Regions from separate parts of the Mus musculus genome. Here regions 1, 2 and 3 are each linked to region 4. The links are chromatin contacts, called in public Hi-C, HiChIP or PLAC-seq and capture Hi-C maps. All regions are on one chromosome and are shown on one strand. Each heading gives the region's core, a stretch centred on a gene start, on an enhancer-like site or on the middle of the called end of the contact. The rest is flanking DNA. Distances are from core to core; before and after follow the strand shown. Region 1 has its middle 11 kb from the start of Gm35154. Region 2 overlaps Gm35154 (a long non-coding RNA gene). Region 3 has its middle 34 kb from the start of Gm35154. Region 4 has its middle 22 kb from the start of Gm40639.

What was found. Hi-C and Micro-C count contacts between places; a contact is called where the count stands out from the background. HiChIP or PLAC-seq counts read pairs in DNA pulled down with a chosen protein or histone mark. Capture Hi-C pulls out chosen DNA fragments and counts their contacts.
Region 1: a Hi-C map of bone marrow-derived macrophages shows a contact between it and region 4, with 16 read pairs. The contact joins two enhancer-like sites. A contact is called at or near these places in 8 of 39 promoter capture datasets (the C10 cell line, cranial neural crest, embryonic stem cells and 5 more), 2 of 484 Hi-C or Micro-C datasets (bone marrow-derived macrophages and cerebellar granule neurons), 4 of 115 datasets of contacts at active chromatin or transcription factors (bone marrow-derived macrophages, embryonic limb bud, microglia and 1 more) and 1 of 9 other capture datasets (bone marrow-derived macrophages).
Region 2: a capture Hi-C map of bone marrow-derived macrophages shows a contact between it and region 4, with 10 times the contacts expected there. The contact joins two enhancer-like sites. A contact is called at or near these places in 1 of 39 promoter capture datasets (the C10 cell line), 4 of 484 Hi-C or Micro-C datasets (the HL-1 cell line, bone marrow-derived macrophages and uterus), 1 of 115 datasets of contacts at active chromatin or transcription factors (bone marrow-derived macrophages) and 2 of 9 other capture datasets (bone marrow-derived macrophages and embryonic stem cells).
Region 3: an H3K4me3 HiChIP or PLAC-seq map of bone marrow-derived macrophages shows a contact between it and region 4, with 4 times the contacts expected there. The contact joins two enhancer-like sites. A contact is called at or near these places in 4 of 39 promoter capture datasets (3T3-L1-derived adipocytes, the C10 cell line, second pharyngeal arch cranial neural crest and 1 more), 1 of 15 datasets of contacts at CTCF or cohesin (pro-B cells), 1 of 484 Hi-C or Micro-C datasets (bone marrow-derived macrophages), 6 of 115 datasets of contacts at active chromatin or transcription factors (CD8 T cells, bone marrow-derived macrophages, embryonic basal ganglia and 3 more) and 1 of 9 other capture datasets (embryonic stem cells).

The regions. Positions count from the first base shown.
Region 1 is chr10:44,585,032-44,591,513 of GRCm38.p6, forward strand. It overlaps the pseudogene Gm5950. Among named protein-coding and RNA genes, the nearest start is that of Gm35154, 11 kb to the right of the region's middle. Within about 2 kb of position 4,575, at least 43 of the 459 cell types and tissues checked have an H3K27ac peak or open chromatin away from gene starts, as enhancers often do. A contact at or near this core is called in bone marrow-derived macrophages, where this site is marked.
Region 2 is chr10:44,658,145-44,664,374 of GRCm38.p6, forward strand. All of the region lies in intron 2 of Gm35154 (a long non-coding RNA gene), which reads left to right. Among named protein-coding and RNA genes, the nearest start is that of Gm35154, 62 kb to the left of the region's middle. Within about 2 kb of position 1,572, at least 11 of the 459 cell types and tissues checked have an H3K27ac peak or open chromatin away from gene starts, as enhancers often do. A contact at or near this core is called in bone marrow-derived macrophages, where this site is marked.
Region 3 is chr10:44,561,951-44,568,319 of GRCm38.p6, forward strand. No RefSeq gene overlaps it. Among named protein-coding and RNA genes, the nearest start is that of Gm35154, 34 kb to the right of the region's middle. Within about 2 kb of position 3,226, at least 12 of the 459 cell types and tissues checked have an H3K27ac peak or open chromatin away from gene starts, as enhancers often do. A contact at or near this core is called in bone marrow-derived macrophages, where this site is marked.
Region 4 is chr10:44,998,664-45,005,212 of GRCm38.p6, forward strand. No RefSeq gene overlaps it. Among named protein-coding and RNA genes, the nearest start is that of Gm40639, 22 kb to the right of the region's middle. Within about 2 kb of position 2,393, at least 132 of the 459 cell types and tissues checked have an H3K27ac peak or open chromatin away from gene starts, as enhancers often do. A contact at or near this core is called in bone marrow-derived macrophages, where this site is marked.

The DNA.
Region 1 (6,482 bases), core at 3,325-5,824, 410 kb before region 4:
GTCACCCGTACCAAAGAGATCAAGGCTATTTCCCCACTTTCTCTTCTATTAGATTTAGTGTATCTGGTTTACCTCGAGATCTTTGAGCCACTTGGATTTGAGTTTTGTCCAGAGTGATAAATATGGACTTATTTTCATTCTTCTGCATGCAGGTATCCAGTTAGATCAGCCCCATTTGTTGAAGACACTCTCCTTTTTCCATTGCTTAGTTTTGGCTTCTTTGTCAAAACTCAAGTGTCGTAGGTTTGTGGGTTTGTTTCTGGGTCTTGGATTTGATTCCATTGATCAGCTTGTTTGTTCCTATACAGATCCCATGCAGTCTTTATTACCATTGCTCTGTAGTACAGCTTGAGGTCAGGGATGGTGATACCTCCAGAAGTTCTCTTATTGTACAAGATTATTTTAGCAATTTTGTTGTTGTTGGGTTTTTTTTTTTCCCATATGAAGTTGAGAATTGTTCTTTCAAGGTCTGTAAAGAATTGTAGTAAAATTTTGATGGGGATTACATTGACTGTAGATGGCTTTTGGTAAGCTATTTTTACTATGTTAATCCTACTGATCCATGAGCAGGAGAGATCTTTCCATCTTCTGATAATCCTCTTCAGTTTTTTTCTTCAGGGACTTGAATTTCTTGTCACACAGGTCTTTCACTTGCTTGTAATATTAACAATTTCTGTACCCATTTTTAAATTTGTCTTTCAGAATGAGGAGCTATCTATAGATAGATATACACAGCGGGCCATTTTCTTGTGTGTGTGTGTAAATTGTTTTCTTCTTCTTTGAATAATTCAAATAGAGTTGATGCTTTTCTGTAGGCTTTTGTTAAAAACATTCTTTCTTAGATGAAATCAAGTTTGTAAAATGTTAACACAGAGGCAGAACCTTTTAGTAAGTCATAGGCAAGTGGAGCTGCAGGATTATAACATGGATCCATGTTCTTCACATGGTCTAGTGTCTGCTCCTGCAGTGGTTCAATGCAATAAAGCCATGCTTCTGGGTTAGCTCAAAGTGACATTCTCAGGAATTAAAGCTGCTCTATGTCTGAAAGTGTGTTAGTCCCAACAAGTCAATTTTTTCATAGTATTCTAAATCAGTTTTGATATCATCTTAGGGAGACTTAGTTTTTATCTTACGGCATCTTTGAGAACAGGAAAGAACCTTTGTCAATGGCAATGGCTGCCAAGGCTCTGAGCTAGTATTCTTGCCTGCAGTTGTTCAGTGGTCTTTTCCAATTTTGCTTTTCTTAGAATACAGATCCCCAAAAGAGGACCCAACATCACTACCATGACTATCTCAACACTCGTGACTAATGTTGATCTAGGCAGCAAACTGAAATGCTATTGCCTTAGACATATTCATGTGCTTATAAGGAAGGAGAAGAAAACCTCAATAGCAAGGTTCCTGGTGATGTCCCTCAAGCTGAGTTCAGTTAAATTGCATTTTTTAAAGGTGAAAGTTACTTTCAATGACTAAGATGCCTTTTTTTTTTTTTTCCCACCTGGTGGGATTTTCAGAGTCAAACAGAACATCTCTATCAGGAAATTCTATTCTAGTTTTTAGTGTGCTGACATAAAATAAAAACATTCTTCCAGATGGGTTTCTGTTTACACAGCCTTTAAAAATTTTACTTGCATACAGCTTGTCCCACTGGCAGTACTTTGAGTTCTATTTTTCAAGACTTGAAGCCCTCAATACTGTTTATGGAACAGGAAGAGAAGTGACCCTTTTAGGGAGCAAAAGAAGCTACAAAACCTCTTGTTACTTCAAAGAGTTTGTTTGGAAGTATGGTAAGCAGTCCTGTTGGGGCCAGGCATGGTGGCACAAGCCCGGGACTCCTGTACTTGGAAGGTGGAGGTGTGGAGATTTAGAGTTCAAGGCTGTTTTGTGACTATACACCAAGTTTAAAACCAGCCTGGGCTAAATGAGACCCTGTCCCAAACATACGGTTATATCAGTGGCTTGACAACAGTATTTTAGGCATGTTATCATGAAAAGTTGGAGGACTGAATATGAAATAACCTTGTACTTATCATCTCCACTATATAATTAGCATTTTGCTATATTTACTATCTAGCATATTTAAGCCCCTATATTCATATTCCTGTTGCTTTATCAATCTTACCATTTTTGGGTGTATTTCAAAGTTACAGCTAGCAGAAGTAATGAGTTTTTGTCAAATCATGATGTTACCACAGGCCATCTAGCCAATGGTGGGACTTTTCAAGTGGAATTAGATTCCATGGCAGCTTAACAACAAATTTTATCTTTAATGTGATTTTAAAAAAAATATTAGGTATTGTTGTTTGTGGGAGGGTTGGTGATTGAAACCAAGACTTCAAACATGGTAAGCACAGCTATGTCATGTGCTGGTCTCTTTCAAACTTGAGTGTGTTTAAAGAATGTTTAAACATCTCTGCTAAAAGAACATTGAAGGTAGGTGTTAGCCCAACCCATGGTTTAAGTGCTCTCTCTCTCTCTCTCTCTCTCACTCTCTCTCTCCTTCCTTCCTTCTCTCTCTCTCTCTCTTTCTTTCTTTTTCCTTCCTTCCTTCCTTCTTTCGTTCTTTCTGATTCATTACCCCAAGCTGTGGTATTCATCTATGAGGCTCGTCCTGCTCCAAAATGGCTGCCAGAGCTCCAGCTGTCTCACTTTCTAATACCAAAGAGGAGCAGGGAGGGAAGGTGAACTCCTGACCTAGAAGATCCAATAATTTATGATTCATTTTTTAAAGTTTCAGGTCAATAAAACAAAAACAAAATCAACAAAAAAATCCAAATAAACAGTAGATGGAATTTTGTGGGATCATATTACATTTATAGCTGTATTTAGCAAAAAAAAAAAAAAAAAAAGACATTATAAAGATGGTGTTTATATTTTATATTATATTAAATATACCATAGCCATACTTGAAACTGAGAAATAGAGTATTGTTTGCTTTTGATTATTTAAGTAGCTGATCTATTTCAAACATTTCTCTTTGTTGGGAACAAGCATTTGAGCTGAAAGTTTCTAGCTCAGCTCTGTGAGTCCTAGGTTACCATTAGAGACATTTGCAGGGGCACTAAAGGTGACTTTGGCAACTTCTCAACAGAACTGTCTTCCCAGTGAACTCATTGAGCCCTGTGTTGTAGTAATATCAAAGTAATATCCTTTTCCCTTATTGGTCCCAGTAAATTTAGAAAAACTAATTGGTTTAGGGCCAAAGGGCATACAGCCAATTTGAGCTATCATTTCCCAGAAATGTATGAGTTAAGAATCTGGCCTGCTGATGACAAGGATTTGGGGAATATTTTAAAGCAGATTTGTCTCAGAAGGAGCAGCTTCATTTTCCTACTTGAAGGGTTCTTGGGTCAAAGCAGACACGATTTTAAACTCCTTGGTGCTAGGTCCAGGCATTCCTCGCATACATAAGGTCTTGTGTAGCAAAGAAGGAAGGAAACTGCTTTGAACTGTGTATCTGTATGCCGGTGTGTATATGTGTGCGTGCCCATGTGGGTGTGTGTGCTTCCCTAGGTGGGTATGTGTGCATGCTCATGTGGGGGTCTGTGCATGCTAATGTGGACATGTGTTCTTGCCCATGTGGGTGTGTGTGCATGCCCATGTGTGTGTGTGGGATGTGTGCCCATGCAGGTGTATGTGTGTGTGTGCGTGCGTGCGTGAGTGCATGCAGCTTGGAAAACCCCAGGGATTCTGCCTTCTCTATCTTATCAGAGGTAGGATCACAAGTGTGTATTTCAACTGAGGCATTAACAGTCTTTTGAGAGAAGGTCTCACTGTGTGTCTTTGGGTATCCTACAACTCACGATGAAGACCACGCTGGCCTGAGACTGACAAAGATTAACCTACCTCTGTCTCTTGAGTGTTGGGACTAAAGGCATGTTCCACGTACTTGGAACACATTAAAAGTTTTAAATTGACTGAGTGACTTCAGGATTCCTACATGGCTGCTGGAGAGTTTGAGGCATAGGCAGCTTATCAGAATCAGCTCTAACAGTAGCATCAGCATACACGTGTGTGTGTATATGTTTTGTTGTTGTTGTTGTTGTTGTTGTTGTTGTTAACCTAAGCAAGTATCCATGCTCAAATCAGAAGGGAGAATTCTTAGGACTCTTTATCAGGAGACAGTAAAATTCAACTCACTACAGTGTGGTAAATGAAGCTCAATTGAGACATGCCATGCACACCTACCCTGTGTTGCTGAGAGCTCTTTTTTGAGCTATCACAGCAGAGATAAGGAATTGCAATGGGGAGTGTGTGCCTGCAAAACCTAAAATTTTGGCTCTCTATCCCTTTGCAGAAAACATTTGCTGACCCCTGGGTTTGTACAGACCTCTTCAAAGCTCTTGGCCAATTTAGGGAAGCTTTGGTTTTGAAACCCAGTGGTAAGCAACATCAGCTTACTTTTGCAGATATGAAACTTAGATCCTAATACTTTCTTCAGCCCTCTCTCAACTCTCCTCCTCCAACTTGGAAAGTGGCCTAATAAGTGAAATGAAACTTGGCCTGATCAGCACTCTTGAGAAAGTGGAAGGTGAAAGTGTTGACATCTGCTTGTATTCTGTAGCCCCAACTTCTCTGGCAGCACATGACTTGGTGAAAGTGCTCTGGCCAACTAGCTAGCTTACATTGTGTAGAAGATTGTCTGCTGTTACCTCATTTTGTTTGGAATTATGTCCATGAAGAGATACAGCTTGATAAAAGATCTACATCTTTTCCTGAATAATGGCTCTTTTGAGGAATATCATTTTAAATTTTACTAATTGCAATAATCGTGAGTCTTTGTGTATTTAATATTGATATATAATATATTTAATCCTGATTATATATAAACATATGCATATTTTCAGCTACTTGTTTAAACTTTGACAAAATGCATGTAAAATAAAACTTACGGTACTGACTTTCAGAGACTTGAGCTTAGTATGATGGTGCCTTCCAGGAAGCTCTTCGTGGGGGGCAACTGGAAGATGAACGGGAGGAAGCAGTGCCTGGGAGAACTCAGCTGCACCCCGAAGGCAGCCAGTGTGCTGGCAGACACTGAGGTGGGTTGTGCACTGACAACCTCTTACATCGACTTCGCTAGGCAGAAGCTGGATCCCAAGATTGCTGTGGCTGCACAGAACTGCTACAAAGTGACCAATGGGGCCTTCACTGGAGAAATCAGCCCTGACATGATCAGAGACTTAGGAGCCACCAGAGTGGTGCTGGGGCACTCGGGAAAGAAGGTGTGTCTTTGGGAATCAGATGAGTTGATTGGGCAGAAAGTAAACCATGCCCTAGCAGAGGGACTTGCAGTGATCCCCTGCATTGGGGAGAAGCTAGACGAAAGGGAAGCTGGCATCACGGAGGAAGTTGTTTTTGAGCAAACCAAGGTCATCGCAGATAATGTGAAGGACAGAAGCAAGGTGGTCCTGGCCCATGAACCTGTATGGGCCATTGGGACTAGCAAGACTGCAACCCCTCAACCGGAAGTACATGAGAAGCTCCAGGTTGGCTGAAATCCAATGTCTCTGATGGGGTGGCTGCCTTAGTCAGGGTTTCTATTCCTGCACAAAAATCATGACCAAGAAGCAAGTTGGGAGGAAAGGGTTTATTCGGCTTACACTTCCATACTGCTGTTCATCACCAAGGAAGTCAGGACTGGAACTCAAGCAGGTCAGAAAGCAGGAGCCGATGCAGAGGCCATGGAGGGATGTTCTTTACTGGCTTGCCTCACCTGGCTTGCTCAGCCTGCTCTCTTATAGAACCCAAGACTACCAGCCCAGAGATGGTCCCACGCACAAGGGGCCTTTCCCCCTTGATCACTAATTGAGAAAATGCCTTACAGTTGGATCTCATGGAGGCATTTCCTCAACTGAAGCTCCTTTCTCTATGATAACTCCAGCTGTGTCAAGTTGACAAAAAACTAGCCAGTACAATTGACCCCTTGTCAACTTGACACACAAAAACATCACTAGTAAGCCCTTACAATCTTATTCATCCCCAAGATCTAAATAACTTTAAAAGTCCCACAGTCTTTACATATTCTTAAAATTTCAATCTCTTTAAAATATCCATCTCTTTTAAAATCCAAAGTCTTTTTACAATCAAAAGTCTCTTAACTGTGGGCTCCACTAAGACAGTTTCTTCCTTCAAGAGGGAAAATATCAGGGCACAGTCACAATCAAAAGCAAAAGTCAATCTCCAACCGTCCAATGTCTGGGATCCAACTCACGATCTTCTGGGCTCCTCCAAGGGCTTGGGTCACTTCTCCAGCCATGCCCTTTGTAGCACACGCGTCATCCTCTAGGCTCCAGATGCCTGTACTCCACTGTTGCTGCTGTTCTTGGTGGTCATCTCATGGTACTGGCATCTCCAAAACACTGCATGACCCCTTCAGTCCTGGGCCATCAATTGCAACTGAGGCTGCACTTTCACCAATGGCCTTCCATGGCCTCTCACAGTGCCAAGCCTCAGCTGCTCTGCTCAACTCCTTCATGCCT
Region 2 (6,230 bases), core at 322-2,821, 340 kb before region 4:
CAGAAGTACAGTCTTCAGTGTTTCAGAATAACATGTCATCTGTCTTTCCAAACCAAACCAAAATAAAATAACAAATGTGGGAAACCAAGATATCTCAAAAAGAAGTGTTCTGGACCTCAAGTTCTGATTTTGTAATACAGAAAGCTAATGAAAGTCTCACATGTCTTACTTGGTCACGTATAATACGCACTTAGGCCTCATGGTAATCCTGAGATCTTGGTAAACATGTGTTTACCCCATTTTCTGCAACAAATTAGTCTGAATGCTGAGCTGGCAAACAGCTGCCATGGGTTGCATGAGAAAAATAACTCAAGAAATGAGAAACTGTTATTGGTTCCTTAAATCCTGGAGGTCAGGACTTTGAGAAGACAGAAACAAAGTCTTTTTTGGCTTTGGGGTGCTGCCAGGAGAACCTCATCAGACTCAGCTGTGGATGAAGGAAGGCCTTGTCTAACCCTGGGGTATTTCCTGTGCTCCTCTGTGGGTCATCATGGAGAGATTAACAAACAAACAAACAAACAAACAAACAAACAAACCAGCACATAAGCTCAGTTGTCTTAACATAGTCTACCTTATGTAGAATTTTGAGAACATTTCTTCTCCTTGGTTGCCTGTAGTTAGTTGATTTTCCTGGCCTACTTTCCATTAGTTATTAAGGGTCAGCGCTCAGATCCAGAGTAGAGAGGGCCCACACAAAGATGAAAGGAAGCTATTTTCTGACTTGCTTCTGTGACAGGGGGTGTATGCACTTTTACTTGAGAGCTGTTTTTGAAAGGGACACTCAAGATATGGGATGACTGAATCCCATTCAAAGGGGCAGATGCCACAAGTTCAGAACATTCAAACCTTCCAAGTTATTAAGTTTTTCTCAAACACTGCCCTTAGTTAATGCATATTAGTCTCTCTTACTTATCCAGGCAGGCTTGCACAGAGATGCCTTGTTCTCTGTGTATCACTTCAGTTGAGATCAGTATTTCTTTTGTTTGTTTTGTTTTTTGTTAAGTCTGAAGACAGGTAAAGCATCTTAGCTAAGCCATGTTGTGCAGACCTTAACAAAGGTCTTCGTCTGTGTTCAGAAAAGGTATTTTTTCTGGCCCTTTCCCTTGCTATTTCTAGATGAAAACACATTACTTCTAGTCTTTTGGCATATTATTGAAAGTCTCAATCATCAAGCCAAACTCATTGATAGACAATTCTTAGAAATATGAAGAAGTCATCAATTTTCTTTGCCTTCTTATGTACCCTTCGTATTTCTAGTTCTCAGTTGTTTAGACTGAAGTGTAGTGAATGTGTTTCTATTGATATGACCACTTAGGAAATGCAGCTTTGGGTCCTTTGGAAACTCAGTAGTTAAATACATTTATGATGTCATTAGCTGTTTCTTACAAATTAAGGATTTATATTTTCACAAATCATGAGTTTTTTCGTAAGTGGAATTTCCAAATAGAAAATATAGTCCTTCCCCTTCTCTCTCCTTCTCCTTCTCCTTCTCTGCCCTGTTGCACAGTACCAAGTCAGTCTCCACAGCTTAGACGATGGAAAGAGAAGTTAACTTCTAAGGACGGTTGATGTTGTTTGGTTTTCTCCTATATGGAGCAATGGTGATTCATGCCTTTTCCACTGTCACACTGTCAGCATCTGCTAATCATAGCCCCATGATCACAGGATCTGTGCCCATAAACAATTTCCAGGAGGTATAGAGCAGCACAGGGGCCACTCAGGAGTAAACAGTACTTACTCTGTAACTCATTACACCCTCTTTCCCATTGTTTGCCATGTGCTTGAAATACTAGCTCCCTGCACGGTGTCCAAGCATGTTAGTAAACCAGCTCCTTTCACTGTCTCCCATTCTTAGACCTTAAGTAGAAATCTGGCTTTTCTAACAAAGCTCAGTGGATTTCCTTCTTGAAAGAGGAAGATACTGTGATGCTGAAGCTCATGTCTATCTCTCCTATTTCTTGCTAATACATTTTGGAGGACCTGGGAGGGAGAGCATTTAATACTATTGTGAAGCAAACTCCATGCATTGTTATTTAAGTTTGTGGATTTATTTTGGTCCAGCAGTTATGTTGTCTAACTCCTATTCCCCATCATATGGGTTCTTATCTTAGGCTTGGTCTAGTAATTCTAATAGAGTTTCCATACTCAGTTCAAATATATTCATTGAACACCCATTGCAAATGGCCTTGGAGATGTAGCAGTAGATGCAACCATTTCTGCTCCTGTGGGGATCTTGAGTCAAAAAGCAACATCTACAATTTGAAACCAGTCGTACAGTGCCTGTAGTTTTCAGCTAGATTATTTCTACAGGGGAAGGAGGATTTTATGTTTCCCTAATAATATTGGTCTAGTGTTCATTTCTCTGAGCTATGCATCTTCAGTGATGACAAATCAAGAAGGTGGTGTCCCCCGCTGGCATGTCTATTGGCAGGAGTTACTTTCCTGCTGACGATTGACTTCTTGAGTTGTGTCTCAAAAACTAAGCTAAAGTTACCATCTATTGACTCTTAGTACAGATTGGGTCTTCCCAACAATTTTGCACGGGGGTTAGTAGTAGTATTTAGTTTTGTAATGAAGACCATTTATCTAATTTACCAGAATGAGTTCATTCAGGTGCTAGGTAGGGTTGGGGTTTGATCCTAAAACACCTTTATTCGTTCTCTGATAATTAGCAAGAATAGCAGTGAAGCTTAAGGAAAGTGAACATGTGTTAGCTGGGGATCATTTATGGACACAGGCATGGTTTCTGTGTTTTCTGCATTCATGTTCATGAATCGACCTCTGATCATGGTCTGTCAGAAAAGCACCACAGAAAAGGCCTTCTGAATTATTGAAACATAGCCTTACACTTAAGGTAAAGAAAGGGCTTAGGACAGAGTCAACTGCAAATGTGAAATTAAAATGTGTACAAATCTGCCATATGATCTCAGGTAGGAGCAAGCAGATGTACAGAAGGTGGGTGGGTGGTGGGTGGGGTAGAGGAAACTTGACCTAATAACAGAGATTGAGATCATGGGATGTCATGTTATTTTGCTATTTTCCAAAAGTTCAGTGATGTTATTTATGTTGCCTTTATTCAAATTATCAATAAAAATATATCTGCTTGAGTTATCCTCCACAGCTGTGTAGAAGCTTGATGGTGAGTTTGGGTGAGAGTGGGAGGGAAGGAGTGGGTGGAGGTAGAGCAAACAAACAGACCATGGCACACAAGCACTCTGTGAAGTCACCCACCAGGACAGTCACTGAGGGGAGAAATATGAACACAGTTTACCTTTAACCGTCTGAAATAGAGTGCATTTGTCTTGCTTCCCTGTTGTGATATGTCTGTAGAATTGAAATAGTATACAGTTAAGCACACCGTGCAGGAATATCCTATTCACAGTTGGCCAGTAGTATTTTATTTAAAAGTTGTATTTATCTAACTGCTTTGGAGGTGTCATGAATTGAACTTGGCTTTGCAAATTCTGGTTTATTTGAATGTCCGTTCCTTTATACTAACGACCCTAATGGTGGTTTCAGCCCTGCCTCCTTTATGGGATTATTGCCAAAGCAAAATGAAATAATGCATATAAATGAGTTTTGTTGACTTGAGTGTTGTAGAAATGAAAACAAGCTATTTTTTTTTACATCACACCTGTTCCCCAATATATTGTGGATTTTCCCCGTGCGCCAAGGCCTAACTTTACAAAATGGTGCCTGTTTCAAACCTCTGGGTTTGTCCTCTGCTTTCTCTAGGGGCAGAGAAAAGACAATTTCTGAAAAGTCCTTTCTTCTGTTTCCTGCTGGGCCAGGTGGAGATCTGTTTACGTCAATGAAGTAACTTTTGAAGCAGATGCTTTTTCACCATGACAAAACAAAATGTAGTCAAGACAATTTGTACCCATACGAATAAACCATCAGAGGACAAAGAGTTCGGTTATACAGGCTGATGAAGGAACACAGCAATTTGTAGAAGAAAAACACAACTGCTAGTGTTGAAAAACTTTGAAACATAAGGAAGGCATGCTTGCCTTTGTTTCCAAGACATGATGAGAGCCAATCAGAAGTCTAAACTTTCAATAGGAGGGAAAAAAAATCAGCTTCAAATAAATGCCCTTTAAATGAATCACTCCGTGTCAGTTTCTCCTCCATGTAAAAATCTGATTTATAACAGAGACCCTCAAAAGTTCTTGTATGTGCAGTGGGTTGGGAAGAAAGTTTGGGAAGGCTTGGGAGTGATAGCTCAAGGCTTTACTGTTGTGTGTTATTTGTTCCCAAGCTGAGGCCTCGTGCCAGGAGTTACTCTGCAGGAAGAACATGTTAAAGGCCCGTGCTTAGCAGGTTAAAGATTGCTGGTGGACTTAGAACAGAGAAAAATGGAAATTGGGGAACAACCATTTGGATTCTTGGCTTCTATAGGATGGCACAGAATCTCTTAAATAGTGCTTCAAGTGAAAGGAAATAGAGACAGAGACCTTGCCGTTTACTGGAAAATGAAAATGACATCTACAAACGCTTATTTAACAAAAGAGTACAGTGTGGCGTCATAGCTTGTCTCACACGTATATGAGAAAGTACCGCTCAGCACCTGCTGGAGTGGACCTCCTCTTCCTCAAGAGCTGTCCATCATCAAATAGGACTGCTCTCCGACACTCCAGTTTGACCAACCAACCAACAAACAACAAAAACCAACCAACCAAACCACCACCAAGACCAAAAGAAAAATACAAACAAACAAACAAACAAACAAAAACCAGTTCTCTAAGAAGCCTAAATCGAGCCTAGCAGAGAGAACAATGACCACAGAAAACCATTTACATCGAGAGTTCTGGGGATGAGGAGCAGAAAAGAATTAACAACTCCTTTTCTTTCCATATAAAAATTTATGCTGAGAATTTCATAGATGAGTCCTGTATTTACTTCATTTTCTTTTCCCTTCCCCCCTCTAACTCTTCCCATGTCCTTCCAACTCCCCTTGACTTCTTGACCTCTTATAAATATTGTTACATATGTGAGCACACACAACCTACCTACTTGGTTTGGTGTTGCTAACAGTAGATACACTTGTTTAGGGCTGAGCACTTTTGACTGTGTAACCTATCAGGGGGCTTATCCTTAGAGAAAACCGATTCTCCATCTCTCTCCAGTCTGACTGGCTGTAGCTTTTCCTGTACGACTGAGGCCATGCGAGAAATGTCCCCTCCATGCTGGCATGTCAGTTTGTATAGCCCTTATGCAGGTCTTGTTTGGACAACCACGTTGTTGTGATTTCACAGGTGAAGCGTTGTCTCTGTCATGTCTAGAAGACATTACCTTGAAGCAGGCTTTTCACGCTGTGGCTTTTACAAATTTTCTCACCTCGGCTTCTGTGAAGTTTCCTGAGCGTAGCGGCTGTGTTGTAGAGGTACCAACTGGGAGTGGGTACCCTAAAGTCACGTACTCACTGTATCAGATCAATTGTGGGTATCTGTAATGACCTCTATCTGCTTCCAAAAGAAACTTTTTTGATGAGAGGTGAAGAGCTACACTTAACTGAAGATAGAAGGATAATTATTTAGAATACAGCTAGAAACTATATTGATTTAGGAAAATCACGGTAAGGTCATCTTTAGAGTCTATGATTACTCCTGCCACAGGCTATTTTTACATTCAGGCATGGATTACTTCCTACTGACTTTAGAAAGTCCAATTAGACAACTGTTGGTTGCCCCCAAGGTATCCGTGCCAGTATTGCACTAGTGGGGCTTGCTGGGCCAGTCATTGCTGATTTGCAGGATTTATCGGTCGGAAGGACTACTGATGGCTCTTCTCTCTTGGCATCCTATGCAGCATCTTTCAATACTGTGAGAGCGACTTCATAGGGAGGAGGTCTCCCGATCAGTCCCAGCTTATCTCTCCAAGTACTGTGTCAGGAGTACGTGGGCTCCTCAGGGATTTACCTTCACCATCTGGGAGGTTGGGCAAAGCTGTGTTGTTTTGGGAGTCTCTTGGGAATCCCCTGACAAACTGCTGGGATGGAGGTTTTACTTGCTCGACACTCTGGTTTTACTTAGTCAACGGATCTTTTGCTGGGGTAGAAGTGGCACAGCATTATAATTCCATGTAGCAGAAGCTCATTAAAGTCTATGCAAATGTATCTGTTTCTATTACATATGCATTTTAAATAAGCTCATAAATAATGTTTTTCTATGACTTTTTCAAACAGCCTTGGTGCCATTGAGAACTCCTTTTCCTCTCTGTATTACCCTTCT
Region 3 (6,369 bases), core at 1,976-4,475, 440 kb before region 4:
TTTAAAACTCTGTGGGTACCAGGTATGCATGTGAGGTACAGAGTCATACATGCAGGCAAAACATTCATATATGTAAAATAAAATAATAAGTCCTAAAACAAAGCAATGTACTTAACAGAGACAGCTTCTTAACCCAGTTTCCAATTGATAATGTTTGTCTTTGATGATGAGTTGTGTTTCTTGGCTGCAGCAGAAAGATGAATACTAATTCATCTTTCTAATCTGATATGTTAGTTCATGTCTTTTTATTGGGGCATTGAGACCTTTAATATTGAGAAGTATTAATGAACAATGTTTATCGTCCTGTTATTTTGTTGTTGTGGAATGGTTGTTTTTCTCCCTTTTGATTTACTATTCTTGGATTATTGCTTGTCTTCTGTCCTCTTTAATATAGTTAACCTCCTTAGACCGAAGCTTTTTTCTAGTAGCTTTTGTAGAGCTAGATTTGTAGATAGATATTGCATTAATTTGATTTTATTCTTTTTCTGTTGATGGTGACTGATAGTTTTGCTGATGTAGTTGTCTGGACTGGCATCTATGGTATCTTAGAATTTGTAGAACACCCATCTAGGCCTTTCTGGCTTTTAGAGTCTCTACAGAAAGTCAAGTGTTATTCAATGGGTCTGCCTTTATATGTGACTTGCTCTATTTCACTTGTGGCTTTTAATATCCTTTCTTTATTTTGAATATTTAGTGTTTTGATTATGTGTTGTAGTGAATCCCTTTTCTGGTCTTGACTATTTGGTATTTTGCATGCTTCCTACATGCGATTCATAACAGTAGCAAAATTACAGTTATGAAGTAGCAAGAAAATAATTTTATGGTTTGGGGTCACCACACATGAGATATTTAAGGTTTGCAGCATTAGGAAGGTTGAGAACCACTGTTCTATACCAATTATTTGTTTGTAGATTTTATCCTTTCATAGAGTTCCAGATTTTCTTCAGTTCCCTGGATTTGGATTTTTTTTTTTAAGACTTAACATTTTCTTTAAATTTCTCTGCCCTGTCTTCAAGATCTTAAATTCTCACTTCCATGTCTTTTAGTTTTTTGGTGAAGCTTACATGTGAGTTTTTTTGTTTAACATCCTAAAATTTTCAGTTCCAGTTATATTTCAGTTTGAGTTTCTTTCGTGATTCTATTTCTTTGTTAAATTCTACTTTCATGTCTTGCAATATTTTGTTTCATTCAACTGTTTATATTTTTGCAGCCTTTATTAAGGTATTTATTCATATCTTCCTGACCTGCTATTTTGAGATCCTTTTCCTGTGCTTCAGCTGAATAAATTGCTTTTCTCAAGGCCTATTGCCATAGAGTTGCTAGATTCTAGAAGATATTTATCTTGGTTGATCATATTTGCATTTTTCTGTTCAGGGATCCAGGCTTCTGGAGTCATGATATTGAGGTAGAGGTATCTCGTTTTGTTTTTGTTGGGTGGGTTCTGTTCTTCACTTGCCATTGCCCAGTCTGGATAGGAGGCAAGTGTGGTGGCTATGGCGTCTCTGGAAGGTGTTTCTGTGAGTCAGAGGTAACACAAAATTTGGAGATGGGCTGTGAGGAAAGGCTGAGAGAGGCAGCAGAAAAGAGGTAGGGGAACTTTGGTTCTGCACCAAGAGGAATAAGTAGAAGTTCCAGGAAAAGGTGTTGGGGTAAGAGAAGGCGCTCTTACAGGAAGGCCATAGCAGGATTCAGATCCAATGTTTTTTCTCAAGCTTTTCCCCTGTGAAATTGATTTTCTCCTTTTAAATAGTCTTCATTGGAATATGTGTTTTCACAATCAGAACTGAAGCCAGTGACCTTAAAGAGTCTATGTCTTCAGTGGTATATTGCCTGCCTATATGATCCAGTATCTATAATGCTCCCTTTCAAGGTTTTCCTGTATTCTCATGTCTCACTTCAGAATATAGTAATTAAATTTATCTCACCAATTTTTTTTTCTGTAGTTAAGGTAAAGATGGATCTAGGTAGCTTTTAGAAATAATAATATTGAAACAAAATATGATGACCATAAAAATAGTAGTTTCTAAATATTTCTTTCAATGTCACTATAAGGTTTAAATTTGACTTTATAATACAGTTCTCCTTTATCCCCATTATAATAGTAAAGAGAGGGTAAAGATTGAGGGTCCAGGCTCACTTGAACCTCTTGGGATGTCATGTCAACATTTTGGTAGTCATGTATATTTGGAGAGGTGGCTCCTGGCTGGTTTGACTGAGAATGTCCTCCACAGGCTCAAATATTTAAACGTTTGGTCTGTTGTCACTGGCTCTTTGGGGAAGATTAGGAGGTGCTTGCAAACTTGCTGGTAGAAGTATGTCGCTGATGGTAGACTTTGAGGTTTCAAAAGACTTGTGACATTTTGAGTTAGCTTTCTCTGCCTCCCACTTGCAGATCAAGGTGTGAGCTCTCAGTTTTTCCTTCCTCTGCATTGACAACACATGCACCAACCCTCTGAAACTATAAGCCTAAATAAAAGTTTCTTTAATGAGTTGCTTTGGTTATGGTGTTTTGTCATAGCAATAGAAAAGCAATGAAGATAACAATGTTTCTAAATTTTTAGGTCTCGTCCTATTTTAGAAAACGGGGCCCAGTGGTGGTGGCCCATGCCTTTAATCCCAGGACTTGGGAGGCAAGTCCTGAGTTTTTGGTCTTCTGAGTTTGAGGTCATTTTGGTCTACAAATTGAGTTCTAGGACAGCCAGGGCCACACAGAGAAGCCAAGTCTTGAAAAGGAACAACAAATCAGAGCAAAACCAAAAAATGAATTTTAATTAGTTTACTAATGTTTTTTGAGACAGTGTTTCTCTGTGTAGTCCATGCTGTCCTAGGACTCATAGATGTCATCCTACCTCTGACTCCACAGTGCTGGGACTAAAGGCATGCAGTGTTGTGCCTGGCTTTCAAAACAAATTTTAATCAGGTATTTTTACTACATCATTGCCAGTTTCCCATGATGTCTCTGTAGACTCACTCCTTATTACTAAACAGTTTAATATGTGACGACTTTTTCTTTCCAGGAAGCATATAACTTTTGTTCATTGCCAGTCTAGACAACTAGCTTGGCTCCAACTGAGAGGGCATAACCCAGAAGGGGAAAAAAGAAACAAATATTCACTTGACACTTATAGGAAGAAAAGTACTAGAAGGGGAAAATGCTAGACTGGGTGTTCTCTACAACCAATAACTGTGCTGTGGCTTTCCCCTTCTCTTCCCTCCCTCAACATCTCTGCACGCAATTAATCCTCTATGCTAGGCGTGAGAATGTGAATACAGTCTCTTGATAGAACATGTAGTTCCAATTCCTGTGGTAAAAGAATGATGTCAGTCTTTTTTTTTTTTTTTTGTGGTTTGGTGAAAGGAACAAGTTATATTTCTCACCTCCATTTACAGAAAGCAAAAGGAATTGTCCTCAAGAAGAACTTGTCATCCTTGGAGTGATTATGAAACCTGTCTGTGGTTACAAACTTTTTTTTTTTCTCCAGAGTAAATTCATGTAAACTCAAGAATTTTCCAGACTTGAGAAATAATAGTTTATTAATAAAAATTGGAGGCTCTTCATTTGATCGGTTCAGCTTTCTGATATGGTTCAAAGTTTACAATATGCCTGGGGTACAGATGGGAGAAATATAAAGCCAATAGCAGCATTTAAATGTAAATTCATTCCATTTATTTTTCTGTTTGTATGTGTGTGATGGTGGCAGGGGATGGGTGCTATTGTATGTGTATGAAGATCAGAGGATAACTGTGGGAGCCAGATCTCCTTCTACTATGTGGGTACCAGGGAACCAAACAATGATCATCAGAATTGGTGTCAGGCATCTTTACCCACTGAACCTACCTACCATCCCTTACCCTAATCGTTTTAAATACTGTCAGTGTGCCACATGTAGCTGTTCCTCATATTTGGAAGCAGAAAGAGGAGGAGACACCACATTCATTTGACGTGTGTTTATGTCAGAACTTTGCAGGCACTTACAAATTAAGAACTTTTATTTAATGAATATACTAGAGATTAAAACATGAAGAATGCATTAGGGTGGCTGGAGAGGAGGTTTAGTGAATAAAAGCACTTGACAGGCATGAAGAACTACATTCAACCCCCCAGCAATGATGTAAAAAGTTAAATGTAGCCACCCATACACCTGTAAACCCAGTGGTGTAGGAAAGGAAGACGGGGGTGGGGGGGGGGAAGCCTAGGGCTTGTTGGCTTCCAGCCCAGCGCCAGCCTTAGTCATAGGCCTTGTGTCAAGGTAATAAAGCAGAGAGTGACAGGGCAGAACACTTAATATTTTCCTCTGGTTTCTATGCATGTACACACAAACCAGTGCATATATGCACACACCACATGACAATAGACCACACACACTCACTACCACTTCTACACGAAGGAAAAAAAAAGGAAAGAAAATATTAAATATTAAATATCTTCACTGAATGCCTTACAGTGTTGTGAAACTGTTTCCTTAAGAATCCTCACATTATACATTTAGGATAGTATATTAGACAGGGTTTTCTAAGGGAACAGAACACACACACACACACACACACACACACACACACACACACACACACACACACACACACACACACAGAGTCTTTTAGATTGGATTTTATAATAAGGGTTAGGTAGTCCTGACCATCTGCATTGTGGGGAGGCAGAAAACTCAGTAGTAGCTGATCAGTTCACAAACTTAGATATCTTGATGTTGTAAACTGATCCTGAAAGCCCTCTGGAAATTCACTGGTACTAAGCCTGGATTGGAAGGCTGGAGAAGCTGGCATGCTGTAAGGGATGGCAGGGCAACAACAGAAAAGCTTACTTTTGCAAGAAGAGGCACTTCTGGAAAGTTCTGCCCACTTGGAGAGTAGTCCTCTCTTCTCTGTTAGGCCTTTGTTGGAAAGCAGAGGTTTCCCTCCCAGGTAACTCAAAATCTGATAAAGTTTGTGATAAAGACCAGCTATCACAGGAAGCTTGGAGTCCAGTGAGAACCAATTGACAGATCTTATTAATATGTGATGCCTTCCTTCTACAATCAAGTCAGTTTTTTAGGCATAAATATTTACATTGTCAGGAGATCTAAAGGTGAAAATGAAATCAAGAAAAAACCAAAAAACAAAAAACACCAAAACCACTTTCTAAAAATTTCCTGAAGGAGTCTCCATGGTAGCACCAGGCTCCAGATTAGCCAGTGCGGCCAGTTGTTTCGCTTGTTCCATTATTTTTTCAAACTGGTAACTTGTCATCTCCAAGATGACAAATCACTAGATTCTAGAATCACTTAGGAAAAATGTTGCGTTTTCTAATGTCAACTGTAAATGTGACTTTTGTTGACCAGAGAAGGTGATGAGATGAGAGGCGTACTCAAACTTTTGAATACATGGTTTGGCTGAGCCCAGATCATTTCTATTTATGTTCCAACTACCCCTAGGCCTAGGCCTGTAAGCTGCTAGATCTCTGTATAATCTGCCTGCTTACCTGGGCCTAGAGTGTTTTCAGCTTCCCACTCTCTATGCTGGGGTTTTGTGACCTAAGCTTGCTCAGGTCTTTGTATTTTGTCACAACTCATGTGACTTCATATGTGCAGCTGCTCTGTTATATATGGGAGACACCGTTCCCTTGGTGTCATATACCACCTCTGGTTCTTACAGTCTTTCCACACACCTTTTCCATGAAGATCCATGTGCCTCATGTACAAGGATATGATATAGATACCCTGTTTAGGGATGAGCATTTCAGCCTCTTATTCTCTGCATGTTGACTAGTTAAGCGTATCTGTGTTAATTGCTATCTACTGCAAGACAAATTGTCTGATGAGACTTGAGAGATGCACGGATCTCTAGGTCTACCAAGGCATTATTAGGAGTCACTTTAATACTATGCCTATTTAGCAGAATAATAGTGGTAGGTATTCCTCTAGGACCTAAGATTGCTTTAACCACAGGCTCTTGACTTTAGTAACAGTTCCAGGGATGGGTTCTATCTCATGGAACAGACCTTGGATCCAATCATAAAGTGGTTGGTTACTCTCATAACATCTGTGCCAATATTGCACCAACTGGTATGTCTTGTTAGGCCAGTCATTATAGTAGGGCTCCCAGCTGGGTGAGAACGGTGAGTGCCTTTCTCCTCTGGTAGCATCCATAGTACCATCCAGCATTTTGAAAGCTAGCCACTAGGGACGAAGCGTCGAAGTGAGTACCAGTGTAATTCCTCCATGTTCTCTGACTCAGTATGTGGAGTTTTCAGCAATAGGATCTTACTATCAATTCTGCAGGATAACTAAGAGCACTGTCAACATCCTATAACATCTGGAGGTCTGTCTGAGCCCATTGGCCAAGAACTCAAAAAATAGGTAACCCATTCCTAGT
Region 4 (6,549 bases), core at 1,143-3,642:
CCCTCTCCCCTCTCCCCTCTCCCCTCTCCCCTCTCCCCTCTCCTACATCTTGGTAATCACTCTACGGACTTTTTAGCCCAGAAGAATGTAGACACAAGAGGAGAAAAAGAGATATACCCCCTCCTTTAAAAAACAAGACAAAATAAAACACATTGTGACTGGTTTCTTTCAAAGCATGCTTTCTCAGCACTATATACCCTCATCTCAAGCTAACCCCACTAGCTCTCTTGATTTGTTACCCTCAGCCATTCTGCCACCCTTCCTGTCCTTGCAAACCTAGAAACATTTTTAAGGTTTTTCATTTCAAAGACCTCAGCAGGCAGCAGTAAGGACATAGTCACAAGCTAACAGTGTGGGTCTGTGGTATAGTATATGCTTAATCATGCACAAGGCTCTGGATTCCATTTCTACCACCATATACACAGAAAAGAATCCATATCCGTGTATTAAGAGCTATGGGGAAAAAAATTAAAGTATTTCTTCGCACAGCCTGACCAGGAGAGGTTTACAGATGAGAAACAAGTTTCTCTTGGGAAGGGTGGACTAGAGATCTTGAAAAGGCCTCTATTTGACTCTCCTCCAGGCATCCGACCTCAGCCCTAGTACTGGTGTGTTTGCACAGAAACCTCCAGAAAGGACCTCAGCTCTCAAGACAAAAGCTTTCTCGATGAACTTTGAAGAACATGGTTCATAAATACAAGAAAGAAAAAAAAAAATCCCTCTGCATCACTGTGAAGAACTGACTCTGTTCCAAAATGAATTTATGATGAAAAGAAATATTTAAATTGAAATTAAAATATTAACATCAGGGCAAGGCCTGACTCATACAGCTATACCACAAACACTCTGAATACTTTCACATATCCCTGAAGTTAATGTATTCATATTTAGATTTGCAATATTGTGCTTTAGAATAATTTTAGTACAAAAATACCAAACTAGTCTCTTATAGCTTTGAATCTAGTCTAGTCACACACACACACACACACACAAGCAGTGTCACCCTGATCTCTTATTTAATGCTCAACATTCAAGGTACACAATTTAATGTTCATTGTGGATTGTCCATAGATTTATGATGGCTGTAGAGATGTTCATAAAATCTGAGCTATGCAAGGCTTTCGGCATCTGTCTCATTTTTATCAGAACCATAAAAATCATCACCCTCTTGTTCCTAGTCAGTCTTTCCTGCTAGATAATATAAACCAGAGAAAAATAACGTTGTATCTGAGTGTCTACTTTAAGTAGACTCTGTTGCAGAGGTGTGTGTGTGTGTGTGTGTGTGTGTGTGTGTGTGTGTGTGTGTCTGTCTGTCTGTCTGTCTGTCTGTCTGTCTGTCTGTGTATACAGAATAGTGATGGTATGTCTGGAAATGGAGAGAGAAGAATATTGAATTAAACTACATATGTTTGAGGATTAAACAGGCTCTGTACGAAGCTCTTCCTAGTACCAACTGTCTTATGAACCAGAACGATGCTGCTGTGGGGCACCACTCGTTTTAGCCATGCGCTGACCTGTCCTACGCAGGAGCACAGTCTCTCAAGTGTACACAGAGAGGGGAAGCAGGTGCTTCGACTCCCCAGCATCTGGTTTAAATGACCACAATGCTGAGAGCACCTGCAGCCAGCATTTCAGCCAAGTCTGGCCTCCCATTGTATTCAACTGTTCTTTCTGCCTTAAGCAAAAAAGGCATTGTTTATCTGATTTGCCAAAGGATCTCCGGGGAGGTGGAGAAAGACCGGACAAACAAAGCTAAAACTGAGCGCCAGTGGACCGCACGGGAGGATCTTGATTATTTGTGACTATCCACGGGGATCTTTCATCCTGACTAAACAGAGAGAGAGAGAGGAGGGGGCCCCACGGGGACATAGAGAGACAGACAGAGACAGAGAGAAAATATCAGCTGCATTTGGTGCTGCGGGTTTAAGAGCAGAGCAGAGAATAATCTTACTGAGAAGGTGGAGCTGTAGTTTGTGTGCTAAATGTTCAGTCTATGCACTTTCCACGTTCCTAGTTTAGAGCAACTACGCACTGAGAGAGCTGACTGCCTCTAAACGATGTCAAAAGCAGTAGTAACCTTGGTTCAGACTTTTCAAATCAAGGTATGAAGAGCAAATAAAACTGACCCACGGAGGGGGGGGCAGTTAGAGGGGGGGACAAAAACCAAAACCCAAAACAAACCTGTGGTCGATGTGTTAGAACCAAAATAAAATGACCAGTCGTATTTTCAAGAACACGGAAAATAAAGTCTTCCTGCGTAGTGTTTGCTTAGTAAATAATTCTGTGGAGCCCCTTTATTTCCTTTTTTCTTTTCTTTTCTTTGTGTAGAGCCCCAACTAGTGGGAGATTGGAAAACTGCACCTGAAGAGAGGCCATTTAAATGGAGGTGACCATTGGACTTCCGGCCAGCATATGAGCACTTTAGGACAAGGCTGATTTTCAGGTGTGAGACTGCAGACAGGTGCTAAGAGGGGAGGGTTGTGAAACTGCCTTCTTCTTAACTTTCTGCATGCTAAAGGGCAACCTGGCGCCGAGGAAAGCAAACACACTCTCTGGCATGTGAAATGACTCAGTGCACTCTAGCTACAGCTAATTCGAGAAAGGAAAATAAATTCTGAGTTCAGAACTTATATGCCTCAAAGATCTTTTTTAAAAGAAAGGGGACAACATCCTGTAACCGAAAAGAAAAAAGAAAAAACTGCACAGGCTGGAGGAAAAAGAGCCGGTTTCACATGTTAAATGAGAATTCAGTTAGAAATATTTTTACCCAGTTGGTAGTTTTTACTGAGAAGAGATAAGAATGTGCTGTGTTGTGATAAGAGGAGCTAGCTGTAGGTAGACCAGCAGGCCGGAGGCCATCATGCAGGAGAGATCAGAACTTCAATGAAGAATGAGACAGAAACGCCTAGAAAAGTGGGGTGTACTGTTCTGAACTCAGAATTTATTTTCCTTTCTTAAATTAGCATAGACAGAGTGTGCTGACTCATTTCACTTGCTAGAGAGTGTGTTTGTTTTCTAAGGGGACTGAATCTCAGGAGCTGCTGGGATTTTAAGTTTGTTTCTTTGTTTCTTCTTCCATCCTTTCAAAAACTCTCATTCTGCTCAATTGTTTTTAAAATAATGTTTCCTTTGACAAAAAGTGGCAATAAAATGCAGACAGCCTGGAAAGGCTATTAAAGAAATAATCCACGATGAGTTCATTAATTAAAGTATAAGAATGTGCATCAGGGGTTGTCATGCAGGCTTCAGGGTGTTTGTGGAACTCCCTAACAAGAAAGATCTATAGTGTGTGTGTGTGTGTGTGTGTGTGTGTGTGTTTCTGAATTCTCAAAGAATCCCATAAAAAACAAACAAACAAACAAACAAATCCAACTACACAGGAATCTGCACATAGACAAAAACCAACCACATTGTCATAGATGTGCCTCAGAGTGGTCTGACTTCAGAGACTGCATAGAAAAGCCCCACAGAGTCATCAAGCCATGTCTAGGGCATCTCACAGAGCAGATGCTAACCTCCAGAGTCACAGGCTTCCCTGTGCATTGTGCACTAGAATAAAGGTGTGGTGGGTGTCCTGCTTATACCTTGAGGGCATATGGGTGCACACAGTCCTCATCAGCTGCAGGGATGAACAACTCGCTCTCACCACTTCCCTCCATGTGAATGTACAAAAGGCCACTTATGCTCAAAATTTGAACATAGTAGTAATTATTTTTTTTTATCCCCACAGATTAGCCAGTAAAATTCAGAATTTAACCACAACAACAGAAATACCTTTAACTTTTAGGAGTCAAACACCTACTCAGTATACACAGTTGTTACAAAATATCAATTCAAGGGAGTTTTCTCTGCCACTTAAAGTTTATGGTGATTATTAAATAAACAGACCTTTGCTTCATTTGAAAAGGGATTTGTTTAAATACTACTTATTTGAAGATCATTAAGTCTCTGGAGTTCAAGGATATCGAGGGTGGTGACTGCCTCCCGGAGCTATCTAACTTCTTTTATGATGTCAGCTTTCCCAGAGATTTTATTTAACAAATGACTTCACTGTGGAGAAAAGCTGTCATATTAATCTATCTGTCCTAGCCTTCACCTTCCAGCCTCACTGTGATCATGTAAGAGAAGTCTGAGGGGTAAAGAGAGAACCCACACTACCCATTAGCAGTCCCCTGTCAGGTGGCACGTGATCCTGTGTCAGCACACTCGGCTCCTCAGCTGCGGACTCCCTGGTCTTTCCTTCTCAGACAGACACCACCATGATTGAAGTTTACAAAAGGCAAGCTGTACAGGGCATCTGACACTCTGCAAAGCTTGCCACCTTTTCTGTTTTCTGTTTATCTTTCCCTTTGCCAGAGTCTGTAAGAAGCTTTCATGGCTGAGAAAGTAAGTCTTTGAGTCATAAGAACAAGGTGAAGGTATTTAGAGGGAAAAAAAGCTTGCCAGGTTTAAAAAAAAAAAAACCTGTATTCCCTTACTAAGACAATTTTAAAACCTCAAATATTACAACCACAAACTGTTCGTGCAGATGAAAATGAAAGTAGGCCACTTAAAGAGAGTTTTGTCTAAACTAAAGCAAATGCATTGCGTCATTATTTTAAGCATTGGGATTAACAGGCTACCAAACGGTTTCTTTGAAATTAAGAAGGCAGCATTTTAAATATTACATCTGAACGTGTTGTGTCTCCTCTAAGGGACACGCAGAACCTGAGTGGCTGATGTCTCTATGCCCTCTCCCCAGCCCCTGAGGACCACACTGCCCTTCCTGCCTGCGCCTACTTGGCTCTGGGCCAGCAGCTTTCAGGGCCCCTTCATTAGGAGCTCCTGGCAATGTGGTTCAAATGTGAAATTTCCATCTCCCCTCCACAGGCAGCTAGGCAAGGGCAAAGCAGTTGGGACATGCTTGACACATGAATTTGAAAAGGGAAGAGGAGAAGGAGGAAGAGGAGGTAAGCCTTCAAAACTATATCTATCAAAGTGAAAGTCAGGAAAAATTAGGCCATCCACCTGACTGGGGCTGCCAAAGAGTTAGGTGAAAGTGCCTTTCAAGGACGTCCTACATAAAATTCAGTATGCTAGTTAACAGGACAGCCAGGTGCCCCAAGCTGTCTGAGGAACACAAGCACATTGAAAATAAAGACACTCACTAATAACCCCCATACTTTAATGTTTTAGGATTCTCTTTGATTTCCTATGGAACCTGGTTAGCCCAGAGAGGACTAGAATACATGTGGTAGTGGTGGTGGTGGTGGTGGTGGTGGTGGTGGTGGTGGTGGTGGGTGTGTCAAGTTGAAAGTTGTGTGTGTGTGTGTGTGTGTGTGTGTGTGTGTGTCTAGGGGGATGTTTATAAACTGAATTTCCATTAGTTGATAGTCACATTTTGAGCCCACTATAGGTTGAGACATGCAGGGAGAAATAATAATGTCCGCTCATGAACGTGCTTTGGAGGCAAGCCATACCACCACTGAAGTAAGCCCTCAGCTGAACTTGACTGAGCAGGTCCACACCTCGTTAAGTAACACCAGTTGCCATTGTAGTCAGTGATGTCAGTCAAATACCAGAAGCAGCGGGCTAATTTTGGATGCTTCCCTGCCTTCTCGGAAGCACAGAGACACGTGTGTGCTGTGCACATGTGCACAGGTGGCTCTCAGTTAGCTGCTAGTCTGTGTCCTCCCCACACTGATAGCCCACAACTAATTTCTACTTGATTTTGGAAAGATTTCAAATTACTCTGCATTTTGGTATGCACTGTCCCGAATCTCATTTCACTATCTCACTACAGTGTTGAAACAGGAGTGCTAAGCGATAATAAATGATAACGACCACAGAGGAACCTGCTGGCTGAAAGTAACAATGAAAATTTACAAAATAGAAGATCCAGACAAAGATAGGAAGACTATGTAAGCATGTTTTTTTTCCTTCTTCACTCTTAATTAATTCTTTCCTTCTGACAGTTCAACCTTACACATATTTCCAAATAACTTTCCACCATGATTTTACTCAATGATTTCCACAATGATAAAATGAATTGAGTACAATATTAATGTGTTCCTGACAAAGATACACTCTGGGAGTACTATGATGTTTTATAATTGATAATTTATTCTTATTAATTAGAATCAGGCTGGCAATAGATCTTTTTAAAATTGACTTTCCACATATTCTAGGTCTTGTTAAGATTAGTTTATATATAATTATAAACATAATTAAATTTGAGGTTAAATGGTTTTCTAAGACAAGTATAGTCAGATCAAACACTAAAAAAGGAAACTATACTAATTAATAGCATTTTTCATATATTTAAAAATGTAGTCTATATCCTATTAAAATTAATGAGATTATTTTTCACCTTCTTGCTTGCAATCTGTACCTGATAAAGAAAGACAAACAAGGCCTGGACAAGCCCCCCCCCCCCCCAGGACTGGTCTTGATTTTCAGCTACAGGTCTTTTTATCAATAAGCGATTTAATAAATTACCTCAAGCAGAACCAAGGAAACAGAGGTGTGGTTCATGTTAGACGTGCAGGGTAACCATATGCACTCAGCTTT